Regions from separate parts of the Sus scrofa genome. Here region 2 is linked to region 1. A link is a contact called in public Hi-C data. All regions are on one chromosome and are shown on one strand. The core of a region is the stretch at or near the end of the contact, and the rest is flanking DNA. Distances in the headings are between cores, read along the strand shown.

What was found. A called contact is a pair of places that touch in the nucleus more often than the background predicts.
Region 2: a contact with region 1 is called in a Hi-C map of skeletal muscle, with 6 times the contacts expected there. The contact joins the enhancer-like site here to the promoter of ING2 in region 1. A contact is called at or near these places in 5 of 47 Hi-C or Micro-C datasets (epiblast stem cells, fetal skeletal muscle, mesenchymal stem cells and 2 more) and 1 of 2 datasets of contacts at active chromatin or transcription factors (skeletal muscle).

Annotation. Positions count from the first base shown.
Region 1 is chr15:44,914,466-44,921,708 of Sscrofa11.1, reverse strand. It overlaps ING2 (inhibitor of growth protein 2), which reads right to left and starts at 4,114. Exons shown (of 2, transcript XM_003133342.5): 1 at 3,014-4,114. The coding sequence starts at 3,185. LOC100621235 (a long non-coding RNA gene) reads left to right here and starts at 4,143. Exons shown (of 5, transcript XR_001301384.2): 1 at 4,143-4,228.
Region 2 is chr15:44,957,792-44,965,034 of Sscrofa11.1, reverse strand. No RefSeq gene overlaps it. Among named protein-coding and RNA genes, the nearest start is that of RWDD4, 28 kb to the left of the region's middle. Within about 2 kb of position 3,369, at least 2 of the 83 cell types and tissues checked have an H3K27ac peak or open chromatin away from gene starts, as enhancers often do. A contact at or near this core is called in skeletal muscle, where this site is marked.

The DNA.
Region 1 (7,243 bases), core at 2,865-5,364:
GAAGAAAATGAAACTCAACTGGTAACAACTCCAGACTCTGAACTTTGTCAGATCTGCTAGTCTGACTCTGCTGTTTAAGCACTTTCTACTCAGCTGCATGGAAGGCACTTGAAATTAAGTACTAAATTTTAGTTCAAAGGTTATTTACTCAAGAATTACAAACAAGAATACTTATAAAAACTGAGGTTCCAGTTTTTAACCATAGCCCATAATAATTTCACTCAAATGTGAGATGGTTTTCTTCATTTCTCTATCTTTAAAAGTTTTTAAAGCTACTTTTAAGGTTCTTCTGTCATTTCTTAAAGTGTCTCAAATAGGTTGGAGAGAAATTTTTCGATGTAATGTATATCACTAATTATTACTATAAGTATTAGATCTAAAAACAATATTTTAGAACTAGCAAATAAAAAAAACAAAAAAAAACAAAACAAAAAAAAAACCTAAAAGCCAGAGTTCCCATTCTGGCTCAGTGGTTAATGAAACTGACTAGTATCCATGAAGACTCGGGTTCAATCCGTGGGTTGTTCATTGGGTTAAGGATCTGGCATTGGTGTGAACTGTGGTGTAGGTCGCAGAGGGGGCTGGATCCTGTGTTGCTGTGGTTGTGGTGTAGGCCCGCAGCTACAGCTCCGATTAGACCCCTAGCCTGGGAACCTCCACATGCCGCAGGTGCAGCCCTAAAAAGCCAAAAAACCCCCCACAAAACAAACAAACAAACAAAAAAACCTACAAAAAAAACCAAAAACAAACAAGCATATAAAGCTAATGGAAAACTGTGAAAGTTGAGCTTAGTAAGCATTGTACAGAGTAAAAACAAGATCATTGTTTTTACGTTTCTTTTGAAAGTAACTACAATCTAAACGGAGCTAATTTTTTTAAATCTCTCCATTTTTGAAGGCCTAATCCTGTCTCTTGTGTCGTTAGAGCTACTTCTGTCAACTCTAGAAGGTCAAGATGGCAGATTTCCCTGTAATAAACTGTCCCTCCCAACTCAAATGAAAATAGCTTGACTTTTGTAAAGGCAAATACATCTTTAAAGAAATGTAAAAGCCTGCAAGTTTTACAAAGTTCAGAGTTATGATTATTTGAAAAACTAAAGTTGTTCAACATACAATTCTTAAGCACACATATAACATTTTTAGGTTACAATTTCAAGTATGTGCTCCATGTCTATAGAAAATACCTTTAGAGAGTACTTAAAAAAAAAAAAAAAAAAAGCTTAAATAATTTAAAAACAAGGATGTGCCCCTGAAGTAGCCAGGCTGTGGAGTCAAACATTCCCCATTTAATCGGACAAGTAACTTAAAACTCCTTGTAAATTTTAATTTATCTGCAAAATGAATTTTAATTTCATAGAGTTGTGAAGATTAAATGAGATAATGTTCTGGACGTGGTGCAGCAACTGACGGTAAATAATCTGTATTATTTCACTACTCCCCCCGCATAAAGATCAGTCCTCTTAATCATACGGGCTCAAAATAAATTACAGATTAAAACACACCGAGATGCTCTAAAATCCTACAGGCCCAAAAATATCACCCTTTAAGAAACGGGTTCCTTAGAGACTAAATCACAGGATTAGTGACGTGCCGAAACAGAGAATGGGTCCAAGAAGTTATCCCTTTAAAGTCCATATGGCTGGTTACACATTAAGTCCCAGATCTGTTCCTTGATTCAGGGTTATTAAACGCAAACGGCTCCCCATTTAGACTCCCCTTCTGGCGAAAGGCGAAAGGGCCACCAATGGAAAATAATAAATAATACTTTCTGTAAGAAAAGCTGAGCCCCAGTCCTAGCCTCCTGGATCGGACCACAAAGGGTGACTAGTGCCTCAATCACTTAAACTTGGCAAGAGGAGGGACTCAGGGTTTAAGGGACGCCAGGCGGTTGCCCAGTCAACCAACCCACATCCTCCAAGGGCCCGGAAGTGACGCAAGGCCCGGAACCTACGCGGTGCCAGGGTCAGGGACGATCCCAGCATCTGACAGTGTCTTTGTCGTGATTGAGTGGTTCGGAAAAAGTAAAAAAAAAAAATCACAACAAACAGTCCCAGATCCCAACACTGAATCTCCTGAGAACGAGCTAACTTCCCGCACAGCTCCCACCCGTTTCCAACCAGCTAGCTTCGCCCAACTCTGTGCGAGACCAGCCATCCCCGACACTGGCCATTCCCGAGACCGGCGGGAGCGCGCGTGTCCTCGCCCCTCCCATGTCCTACGTCACGGCCTCAGGCCCCGCCCCCAAGTGGGGGCCCTCCCCGCCACACACACACACACACACACACGCGCGCGCGCGCACACACACACACACACACACCCTCTTCCTTCCCCGCAGGGACCCCCCTAGCCCTTTAACCATTTGGCTGAACAAGTTGGGAAAGGCTACGGCCCGGAACTTTCCCTGGGGCGGGAGAGGAGACTACTATTCCCGAGTCCGGAGCCTGAGAGCCGACGGAGGGACCTCCCCGGAGGCCGCCTTCGCAGCCCTCTAGCCCCCTCCCCCTCGCACGTTCCAATGCATCTGCTCTCAAGGAGTGGGGGCCCACCTGGGGGGTGGGGAAAGCCAGGCCCAGGAGACCAGCGGGAGTCCGGCCGCGGCCGGCCGCTCACTCCCCACAGCCCCGCCTGGCCGTACACTCCCCGGCCGGGGCAGGAGGGTCTGCGGCACCGGGCAGGGGAGCGCCGGAACAAATGCTTGCTGCTTAAAATGGCTGATTCCCCTCCACACCAGCTGCAGCCTCCGGGTCTGCAGCGGGGGCTGTCGAGCCGCCCCCACCTCCACCCTTGAGACTCCAAGAGAAGTCCTCGCCGACCGCAGGGGGAAGGGAGGGCCGCGAACCCCGTCTCCAGTCCCGTTCTCCCGTCCCACACACCAGACCCCTCTGTACACTCGGGGAGACTGTCACAGGAGAAATGGAAAGCGGCACTTCCCCAGGCAGGCTCCGAGGGACCGTGCCCGGCGGCCAGCGGATGAGTTGGGGGAGGACCCGCACAGGCAGTCCCGCGGCCCCTACCTTGATATTTGTTGTCCAACTCTCGCAGCACGGACACGTTCCTCTGCATGTCGTGGGGCAGCGACTCCACACACTCGAGGTAGTCCTGCACGTAGCAGGTGAGAAGCCGGCTCCGCTCCCCGGTCAGGAGTGCGGCCGACGAGTAGAGTTGCTGCTGCTGCTGCCCTAACATCCTGCCGCCGCTGCTGCTCCTCGCCGCCGCCGCCGCCGCCGCCTCCGCATCCAGCAGCCACTCATGCAACAGCCACGGCCGCCGCGGCTCCTCTGCTCCGCAGCCCGGCGCCGCGGGGACACCCGCAGCCGCTCAGGAGGGCACAGCCGAGTCCCCCGATCTCCACTCCCCCCAAAAAGAAGCCCTCACTCCCCGCCCCCGCGGTAACAAGCCCAGGGGCGGGGCGAGATCTGGGCTCCCTCCTTTTTCCCCTCCCTCCCCAGGACTAGAGCAGCGGGGATCCCCCCAGCGGAGCTGGCGCCGGGGTCCCGGGCGTTGACACTTCCTGTCCCCCTCAAAATCCCCAGATGCTACCGATGCCGCTTCGCAGCTCGGAACCCCATGACAAGCCTTTCGCTGCCCCTTTCCTCCCAATCACCCTCGGTGCCTGTCGGAGAGTCTCTCACTGGATTGCCCCCGCCCCTCCGGCTGCGGACGCGTCTGCGCCTGCGCAGGCCTCCCTCCTAATAAGGCCGGGGGCCCGCCCCTACCGCCCTACCGAAAGGTTCGCATTCTCCCGCCTTCCCTCCGCCACCCGGGTGATTGGTCTGTAAACTCTCGGCCCGGGGCGGGGGGAGGGTGCGAAGGGCAGCCAAACGGCAGGCTGCGCACCGCCCCCTCTTAAAGGGGAAGCACTGTCAAGTCCACCTCTTTGCTCAAGGTCTGAATGGGACTTGCGGGGGCTGACGGCTGAGTCCTCCCTTTCGTCCTTCCCACAGGGAGGGGGAAGCTTGGACCAGCTCCCCCAGCCCGGTGTTACCGACTTTTCCCCCATCAGGTGGATCAAGCGCGGCCCCTCGCAAGCCTTAAAAGGAGCAGCGGGCGGTGGCTCTCCGCCGCGACCCTGGAGGGAGGCCTTGCGGGTCGACGCGGCGGCTTGCAGCGGGCGCGGCTCCGAGCATGCGCGGCGGCTGTGTGCCCGCCCGCTCGGCACCGCCCTCGGGCTCGGTCCTCCTCCCGCCGCGGCCTGTAGGCTCCCGGAGCATCCGGGGCTGATCGCGGAGGTAGGCGGTGCCCCCACAGCCCCCTGAGGTTTCTTTCTCCCTTAGTCGATCCGTGTTTTGAATCTCCTGGCTTCAACGAGGTCCCACCCTTCCTCAGACGCGGGGCCCCCCCGCGCCGTCCCACGACCGTGCAGGTTTTGTCCACCCTCCCGCTCTTGGGAGATCGAGTTTAGTGTGGGCTGACTGCCCTGAAAACTGTCCAACGGGTAACCTTAAAAAAAGAAAAAGAAAAAAGTTTCCCCCCGGGGGATCAGAACGTTTAAGCATTAAACGTCGGCTAGGGCTTCCTGGCGGCTTGAGGTTCACCACCACCTTAACATCTTTCTCCTCTAAGACAGAAAAACACTGGGGGGCCCGAGGACAAGGGGTGGTGAAGACGCGAGGAAAAACCTAATTAGGAATCAGGTTCACGTCCTCATCTAGGTGATCGGTCGACAGGGTTTAATTTCTGTCTTTTGTAAACTGAAATGCCAGGCAGAGGAGCTAATTTTAATTTCAGATGGACTCAGTTTGTATAATGACGTGTGTTTTTGGAAGAAACGGGTGTAAAGAGAACTAATACAAAGAGAATTTTAATGGCGTGCCAAAGTAAACAAACACTATTGTGAGTAGCACATTTGAGTTAAAAAGAAAACGTGAGTGGGTGATAAATTTGGATTTCTCCTTATATCCATTTGGTTCGCCGCGGTGGTGCACTTGCATGGTGACCTATTTAGAGTACTTTTGAAATAGCTGTTAATAGTATGGTTACCATTGACATGCAAAGAGAAATCTAGACCTTGAGGTACAGGATATTTTAAATTTTAAAGCCGAAACAAAGCATTCTTGGAAATTTGAGTCTTGGGAACAAAGTAATATTACACAGGACTCGAAGATTGTCATGTGCTATTTTCCTGTGACACTTTGAGGTTTTGACCACTTCAACCCAGGCAGTGTAGTATTGTATTTCAGAGAATCATCTAGGTTTCTTATTGTTGTCCTCCTTTAAATCTCTTAGGTTAAGCAGCCAGATCTTGTCAAAAAACAGTCACTGTGAAAAATTGAATTTTATCACTTTTTGCCTGAACCTTACTAGTTTTGTTTACACATAGATTTAAATCGGTTAGGGTTTTTTTGAAGGCCCCAAATAATGCACAATGTCTTATTATTTATTGATTCTGATTAGACATAGAATGCACCTATGATTTTATTCAGCCTAAATAGTGATCTGCAGGCAGATATGACACATGGTTAGAAAGTAGAAGTGAGAAAAGGCAGTGATTCTGAATACCTAGAGCACTCCCTCCAAGAACAGAAGAGCATGAGATGAAGGGAGGATGAATATGCAAATGTAAAACTTTTAGAGCATTATTTTCACCTTTCATAATCCTATTGAACAAGCTGAAAGGAAGCAAAAAAAAAAAAAAAATCCAGATAATGATTTTTGAGCTTGTGTTTTTCTAAACCTAAGGACACTCTTATCTGGTCATATATATGTGGGTGTGAATTATTTCAGACAAGTGCTTTTCTTGCTATATTAATTTACAAAAACGAATCAAAGGCTTATTCCTGCCATACTTTTGAAAGCAGACTGGGTGGAGAGAATTAAAAAAAAAAAAAAATCACCAACCTCCCCAAACTCAACCCTTGACCTTGGTTATTTATCATGTCCTTTTCTTCTCAGTAATTACTTAGCTGGAAACTTGGGGCCTTTTCAAATTGGGTTCCTGTACCCTGCTAAATACAGTATTTAAAAGTCCCTAATTCTCGGAGTTCCCGTTATGGTTCAGTGGTTAACGAATCCGACTAGGAACCATGAGGTTGTGGGTTCCATCCCTGCCCTTGCTCAATGGGTTAGGGATCTGCCGTGAGCTGTGGTATAAGTTGCAGACACGGCTCGGATCCCCCGCGTTGCTGTGGCTCTGGTGTAGGCCGGCAGCTACAGCTCCGATTCGACCCCTAGCCTGGGAACCTCCATATGCTGCGGGAGCGACCCAAGAAATGGCAAAAAGACAAAAAGACAAAAAAAAAAAAAAGTCCCTAATTCTCTGCAATGTAGAAATTAATCAATGGTATTTAATTGAATGAATAAAGCAAAAGACATCTTATTTGTTCTTCAGTATATTTTTCTTCCAAAAGTAACCTTTAAAAAGGTAAGTAAAGGCCACCACCAAATTAATAGAAGTGTCTGAGATTGCCTTTAATTTCTAAATCCATTACTTTAAGAGTTACCTGGTAGACCCTTATTTGTGCTGTGAGAAAGGGGAGCAACCACTTCAAACTCTAGCTAGTAATAGTGAAGTTTTCCTAAAGATCCTGCCTGAGAAGTTTCAGCTGCTGCTTGAGTCAGGCCAATTAAACTTGAAATCTTTTCTTTTTTCCTACTTTTTAATATTTTTAAAAACTTTATTATGGGAAATTTTAAGCACATACAAAAGTAGAGATAATAGTACATAAAATACTAAGATACCACTCGCCCAACTTGAACATTTATCAATATGTGGCTCATGATATTTCATCTATAAATGTTCTGCACCCCCTTATCTTTCTTGAATTATTATCATTGTATCAGTAAATGCTTTTCCGTTTGTTTTTTGGGGGGATTTTTTTTTTTTTTTTTTTTTTTTGGGCTGTAGTCCCAGCATGCAGTAGTTCCCCAGGCAGGGATCTAACTCAAGCAACAGCAGTGACAACACTGGATCCTTAACCTGCTGAGCCACCAGGGAACTCCAGTAAATACTTTAAATATGAACAGATAAGAGATAATTTTTTAAAAACATCTGCAATACCATTATCCCATCCAAAAATTATCTTAGTATCATTTAATGCTCAGGCGGTTGGAATTTCCCTATTGTCTCATTAATACCTTTTTACAATTGGTTTTTTCAATAGGATCCAAACGAATTCCACACTGCTTTTGTTTAGTGATGTCTTTTCTAAATCAGTAATAGGCAGTTAATTCTCTATTTAAATCAATGAAGCAGATAGCAGTGTTTTTCTAAGGAACATATTTGGATTGTTGAAAAGCTCTGTTAA
Region 2 (7,243 bases), core at 2,120-4,619, 44 kb before region 1:
TCCAAGTGAGAAGGAAAACAGGTATGTTTTTAAAAAGAAACACGATACAGTCTTTGGGGGCAGTCAAAGCTTTTCTGGTTTTTAACTTAATAAGAATTTTCTGATATTAGTTTCACAGGAGGGATGTGGAGAAGTTTAAACCTCCCACAACAAATGTAATATTGGATTTCATAAGTTTTTTTTTATTATTTTCTATTTTGAAGTCATTTTGAACCTACAGAAAAATGGCCAAAACTGTACAGTCCTTTATATGTTCACCTAGATTTCTCCATATGTAACATTTGTTATATTTTACCATACGTATACCATTCTCTTTCTTCCTCCCTCCTTCCTCACCCCACCCCGATCTATTTCTCTTTATATACAAACATACATATATATATATATATATATATTTCTTTTTTTTTGCTTTTTAGGGCCGCTCCCGTGGCATGTGGAGGTTCCCAGGCTAGGGGTCTAATCAGAGCTACAGCTGCCTGCCTATGCCACAGCCACAGCAACACAGGATCCCAACCACGTCTGCGACCTACACCACAGCTCACGGCAACGCCGGGTCCTTAACCCACTGAGTGAGGCCAGGGATCAAACCTGCAACCTCATGGTTCCTAGTCGGATTCCTTTCCACTGTGCCGTGATGGGAACTCCCATATATACACATTTCTGACCCCATTGGCAACATTATGTCCCTTTACTCTTAAATACTTCAGTGTGTATTTTCAGGGACAAAGACAGTCTCTTACATAACCACAGTGCAGTGATCAAAATCAGGAAATTGGAGTTCTTGTTGTGGCACATCGGAAACGAATCCAATTAGTATCCATGAAGATTTGGGTTTGACCCCTGGCCTCCATAAGTGGATTGGGATCCAGCATTGCCGTGAGCTGTGGTGTAGACCAACAGCTGTACCTCTGATTCAGCCCCTAGCTGGGAATTTCCAAATGCTGCAGGTGCGGCCTTAAAAAGCAAAAAATAAAAACAAAATCAGGAAATTAATATTGATGCAGTACAATTATCTAATACAAAGACCATTTCAGATTTTATCATTTTTTCCCCAAATGTCCTTTAGAGCAAAAGAACACAATTTTCTGTTCCAGGATCCCATCTATGATCCCATTTGCACTTCGTTGTCATGTCTCCTTGCTCTTTCCTCTGGAACACTTCCGTAGTCTGTTTTTGTCTTGCACGACCTTGACATTTTTGAATGGCGTGGGCCAGATATTTGTAAAATGTCCCTCAACTTTGGTTTGTCCTATGTTTCCCCATAATTCAATTCAGGTCACTTTGGCAGGAGGATCTCAGTCCTATAGTGTTCTCAGCGCAGGAGACACAGAAAACCCATTCTTCTCATTTCTGATGATGTCAACTTCGAACTCATGTTTAAGGCAGGGTCTGCCAGGTGTCTCCACTGTGAAGTCACTATTTCCTACCTTTATAATTAATAAATATTTTCTAAAGAGATACTTTGATATTATGCAAATATTTTGTTCCATCTTTCCCCTACTAGCGTCTATTGCTGATTCTTGCTTGAAACAGCTACAACCATGGAAAATCAATTTGTGATGTTCTAATTCCATCATTCCTTCTTCATTTATTCCTTGGCATTCTACAGTATGGCACTCTCCTCCACCCATCAGTATGGACTCATTTCAATGCTGGATTTATTATTCTCTCATCCATTTATCATTATTTATTTTGCTGTTCAATTTCTACCAGATTTGGCCCATCAAATTGGCCCTTGTATCCTTTTGACAGGTCCCCATCATACTTGAACAATTCTTCTCTTTCCGGCACAACAATACATAAGATTATATCTTAATGTGTTTTTGGACAAAATCCCAAAATGTGGCTCATTGAAAGCAGTTCTATAGAGAGAGGATGCTGTGATCTAAAGATGCTGCTGATGGTCTTTTGTGCTTTAAGGCAAAAGCTCAAAGAAACCATAGGAATGGGCCCTCTTCCACCAATCTTCTGTAAATATTGCTTCTTCTAAAAAGGCTTTTGATTAGATTTGGACATCGGACAATTCAAGATTTTGTTGCCTGGCGAAGATCAGCAGCACTAAGATAACTTCGTGTGGTCATGGAAATGTTCTAAACCTGCATTATCCAATGTGGTAGCCACTAGCTGCATGTGATTGTGGAACACTTGAAATGTGGCTAGTGCGACTAAGAAACTAAATTCTTGGAGTTCCTGTTGTGGCTCGGCAGAAAGGAATCTGACCAGTATCCATGATCCCTGGCCTTGTTTAGTGGGGTAAGGATCCAGTGTTGCTGTGAGCTGTGATGTAGGCTTGCAGCTGCAGCTCCGATTTGGCCCTTAGCCTGGGAACCTCCATATGCTGCGGGTGTGGCTCTAAAAATACAAAAAAAAATTTAAAAATTTTAAATTTTTGTAAAAGAAACTGAGGAGTTTCTGTCATGGTGCAGGGGAAACAAATCTGACTTGGAACCATGAGGTTGCGGGTTCCACCCCTGGCCTCACTCAGTGGGTTAAGTATCCAGTGTTGGCATGAGCTGTGGTGTAGTTTGCAGATGCAGCTCAGATCTGGCACTGCTGATTTGACCCCTAGCCTGGGAACTGCCATATGCCACACATGTGGCATCTCCCAAAAAAAGCAAAAAAAAAGTTGTTTCGGGGAGTGCCCTAGTAGTCTAGTGGTTAGGACCCGGCATTTTCACTGCTACAGCCCAGGTTTCAATCCCTGGCCTGGAAACTGAGATCTCACATCAAGATGTTTGCATGCTGTGGAAAAATAAATAAATACAAATTTTTAAAAAGTAAAAAAGGAGTTCCTGTTGTGGCTCAGTGGTTAAGGAACTTGACTGGCATCTATGAGGATGCAGGCTCAATACCTGGCCTCGCTCTGTGGGTTAAGGATCCGGTTGCCGTGAGCTGTGGTGTAGACCCCAGATACGGCTTGGATCCTGCTTTGCTGTGGCTGTGGTATAGGCTGACAGCTACAGCTCCAATTGGACCTCCAGCCTGGGAACATCCATATGCCATAGTTGCAGCCCTAACAAGAGAAAAAGACAACAATTTAAAAAAAAAATCCAAAAGGAAAAAAAAATTATTTCAAATTGGCAACTTCTGAGGACAATGATAGACAGGCAAGAGGCAAAAAAAAAAAAAAAAGTTCTTAGCAAAATCTAAACTTTGCTTAAGATAGGCTTTCTTTACAAATGGTCTATATACTCTGTGGAAAGACAAACAGGAATGTCTGACCCTGAACACTTAGGTTGTCTGGCAACCATCTAAATGGGTCCAGAGTCTAGGGTCCCCCAGTAGGAGGGGCTGTGCCCAAACCCAACTTCCCACAAGACCAACAGGTGCTGGCAGCAGGCAAGGCAGATAACTAACTCTCAGAACAGCTGCCATCTCACTCAGACTGCCGGATGCCCAGGCAGACATCGTGTCCCAGTTGGCAAGGCCACGCTCCTGCTTGCTCTATAAAAAAGGAAAGCAACTCTGTGGGGGTGGGGGACTTGAGTCCTTCTCTCGGGGTCCAGATCCACAGTAGTCCAACTTGCCCCAGGCCAGGCGCCCCTCCTTAGGCTGAGATCAGAACCACATGAGTAAAATCTGCTCCATCTTTCCTCATGTAGTCCCACCTGTAGCAAAAAACTCTCACTTTGTTTGCTCCAGCCTTTTGAGAGATACTTTGGTTTGCTTGTTTGGGCTTGTTAGGGCTGACCTTGTGACATATGGAAGTTCTCAGGATAGGTGTCGAATCCGAGCTGCCGGCCACAGCCACGGCAATGTGGGACAGAGAGGCATGAAAGAGTGACAGCTCATGTGAGAATGACCTGTGTACCCAGCAGGACCAGCCCTTACCAAGGTAGAGAAGGTACAGCAGACCCCACGCACGCCGGGTGGCCAGAGAAACAAAAGCATCCATGGGGGGGGGGGTGGGAAACGTAGGTGTCACATGGCAGCCAGAAGAGTGTGTGAGTAGGAACCAGGGCCACCCAGACCCTCACTGTATCAGTCATTTTCTCCAGAGAAACAGAACCAGTGGGATGTGTATAGATGTACAGTTAGGTTTATTTCAAGGAACTTCACCGCCGTGAAGGCCCACAAGTCCAAAACCTGCAGGGCAAGCCGGTAGCCTGGAGGCTCAGGGAAGATGTGATGTTGCAGCTCAAGGTCAAAGGCAGTCTGCTGGCAGAATTCCTTCCTCTCCAGGGGACCTCAGTCTGTTGACTCGAAGCCTTCAACTGGTTGGGTGAGACCCACCCACCATATGGAGAAGAATGTGCTCTATTCAAAATCTACTGAGTTAAATGTTCATCTGGCCCCCCCCCCCCAAAAAAAGCCTTCATAGCAACATCCGCTCCTGTTTGAACATTATCTGGATACCATGGTCCTGTCAAGTTGATATGTAATATCAGCCATCACTGGATTTAGGTAGGTCCTAATCCTACAGACTCAGAGAGGAAGAAGACAGCGTCCAAGTGGAAGCAGAGATGGGAGTCTGCATCTACACACCAAGGAACGCCAAGGATTGCCAGCAGCCGCCAGAAGCTGAGAGAGACACAGGGGAGGATTTTTCTCTCAGAGGCTCCAGAAGGACCAGTCCTGCTAAAGACACCTTGATTTCAGGCTGCAGGCCTCCAGAGTGGTCAGACAACATCCACTTCTATTGCTTTAAGCCAGTTGGTAGGAAATGAATGCAGAGCGTTTTGCAGAGTTCAAAGAAAAGTTGAACAGAGTGGGCGTCAGGAAAGGCAGGAACCAGGGTAGCCTTCGGGACCCAGCTGCTGGCATGTGGACCTTCCAGCCATGCTCCTCTGTTTGGCTGACCCAGCTTTCAGTCTCAGGGACTCAATTTAAATGAAATGAGAGATCAAATTTGGCCCAGTTTATGCCAGAGATCTTCCCTTGATCAAGTCACCATGTCCTAGAAGAAAGTCCAGGACTGAAACCATGCTAGTCAAGACCCAGCCCTTGAGGATAAGCGGCAAGGTCTCAGTAATGGGGGGTTCTGGGGAGGCTGGATATTCCCAAACCCCACCTACTGCCCTTCTGCAAAGTAACAGGTCATTGAGAGAGACCAGTGGCTTCTAATTCTGCCTGATGATTGTAATCCCCCAGGAAACTTTAAAAATTATAGATGACTGGGCTCTACCGCAAAATCTCCTCAGGGGAATCTCAACAAGTATGGCCTGGGATTTTTTTTCCCCAAAAAACTCAGGTGATTATGATAATGAGCCGGGAGGTTAGGGGTACCTAAGGTTGTCAGAGAAGATTCTTGATGTGTGACTTGAACTTCCTTGGAGGAAGCATAGGACATCTTTGGCCTGAAGGACTGAATTCCAAGCAGAACCTTAAAAAAATTCTATGAGTCCTCATAAATGCAACTGCTCTACGGACCCAAAAACAGCCGCACAGGGGAGACAAATGGGCGTGGAAGACAGATTTGATTTTCCACCCGGCTTTCCTGCAAGAGTTTGTCTTTGAATTTATTGCATGCTGTCATATCACGATCAGTGTAATGAATCAACCGATTGTATCCCTGCTTCACTAGAATTGTGTAACACCCTGGGAGAAGTCCGGGCACATGCACCCTTGAATTCAAAGGCTTTAAGGGAACACAGTGATCTGTACCCTCTGTCATCTGCATTTGATAACATCTTCTAATGGAAACACTGACATTTTGCCAGCAACTGGGAACAGTTTATTTAAATACCTTAGCCAAAAATCACTCATCAATTTCTGATTTGGAAAGATATTTTTTTCTTCATGCTTATCAAGAGCCATGACCCGGAACTTATCTATACATACTACTGTACTGATAGGAAAAACTGAAATCCTAGATGTATTTTTTTTCTAAATATTTGCAAAACGGAGGGTGGATTTCTCTAAATGTTACCCACGGACTTGCATAAACACACACCACACACACACAGCCTTCCCTCCCCAAATTCTCCATCTAGCAGAAAGACACTAACCAAACTTACCTCTATCTAGCACTTATTAAGATTCTTGCTGTAGAGTTTCTGTCATGGCTCAGTGGTTAACCAATCCGACTAGGAACCATGAGGTTGCAGGTTCAATCCCTGGCCTTGCTCAGTGGGTTAAGGATCCGGCATTGCCTTGAGCTGTGGTGTAGGTTGCAGATGCGGCTTGGATCCCGCGTTGCTGTGGCTCTGGCATAGGCCGGCGGCTACCGCTCCAATTAGACTCCTAGCCTGGGAACCTCTATATGCTGTGGGAGTGGCCCTAGAAAAAAAAAAGACAAAAAGACAAAAAAAAAAAAAAAAAAATCTTGCTGTGAATGATATGGAACTGAGGTTTTTGCAAAATACTTGAATGCCTTTAGAATTTAATCTGTAGGTAACAGAGGGGTTCAAATTTTATTTCACAATTGAGTGAGCCAGGGAAAGAATAGCCATTAATCACTTTCAGATTGTTTACTGTGTGCCAGGCACTGTTGTGTTTTCCTTAACTCATTTAAACCTCACAACAAACCTATTAGGTAGGTTCTATTATTATTACCACCACTTCACAGATGAGGAAAGTGGGGTACATGGAAATGACTTATTGAACCCAAGTCACACAGTTCCTAAGTCACAGTGCCTGGGTTCAAACCCAGTCTGACTCTGGAGCTGTAGTGTAATAAGAAATACATACAGGACAGGACCCCATTCCGGTTCTTGGAATTTCCTGAGTGCTAGGACTGCCTTTGTCATTCATCGTGAACCCCTTGCCTTCCTATCTAAGTTTATGTTAATGAGGTGATGAAGGGTAGAGCCTCTGGATGGGGCTGGTCACAAGAAAGACCAAGTTCCCAGGCGGTTGGAGCTTTCATTCCACCCACTCACCTCTGGGAAGGGGGATGGTGGCTGGAAACCTAGTTCTATACAAACTCTTGAATAACAAGATTTTTTGTTTTCTTTTTTCTTTTTTTTGTCTTTACAGGGCCGCACCCATGGCACATGGAGGTTCCCAGGCTAGGGGCTGAATCAGAGCTGTAGCCACTGGCCTACACCACAGCCACAGCAACGCAGGATCCGAGCTGCATCTGTGACCTACACCACAGCCACAGCAACACCAGATTCCAGCCATGTCTGTGACCTACACTGCAGCTGGTGGCAACATTAGATCTGAGTGAGGCCAGGGACTGAACCCACATCCTCATGGATACTAGTCAGGTTCTTAACCTGCTGAGCCATGACGGGAACTCCTTGAATAAGAAGATTTGATGAGTTTCCTGGATGGTCAACACATTGAGGCATTAGAAGGG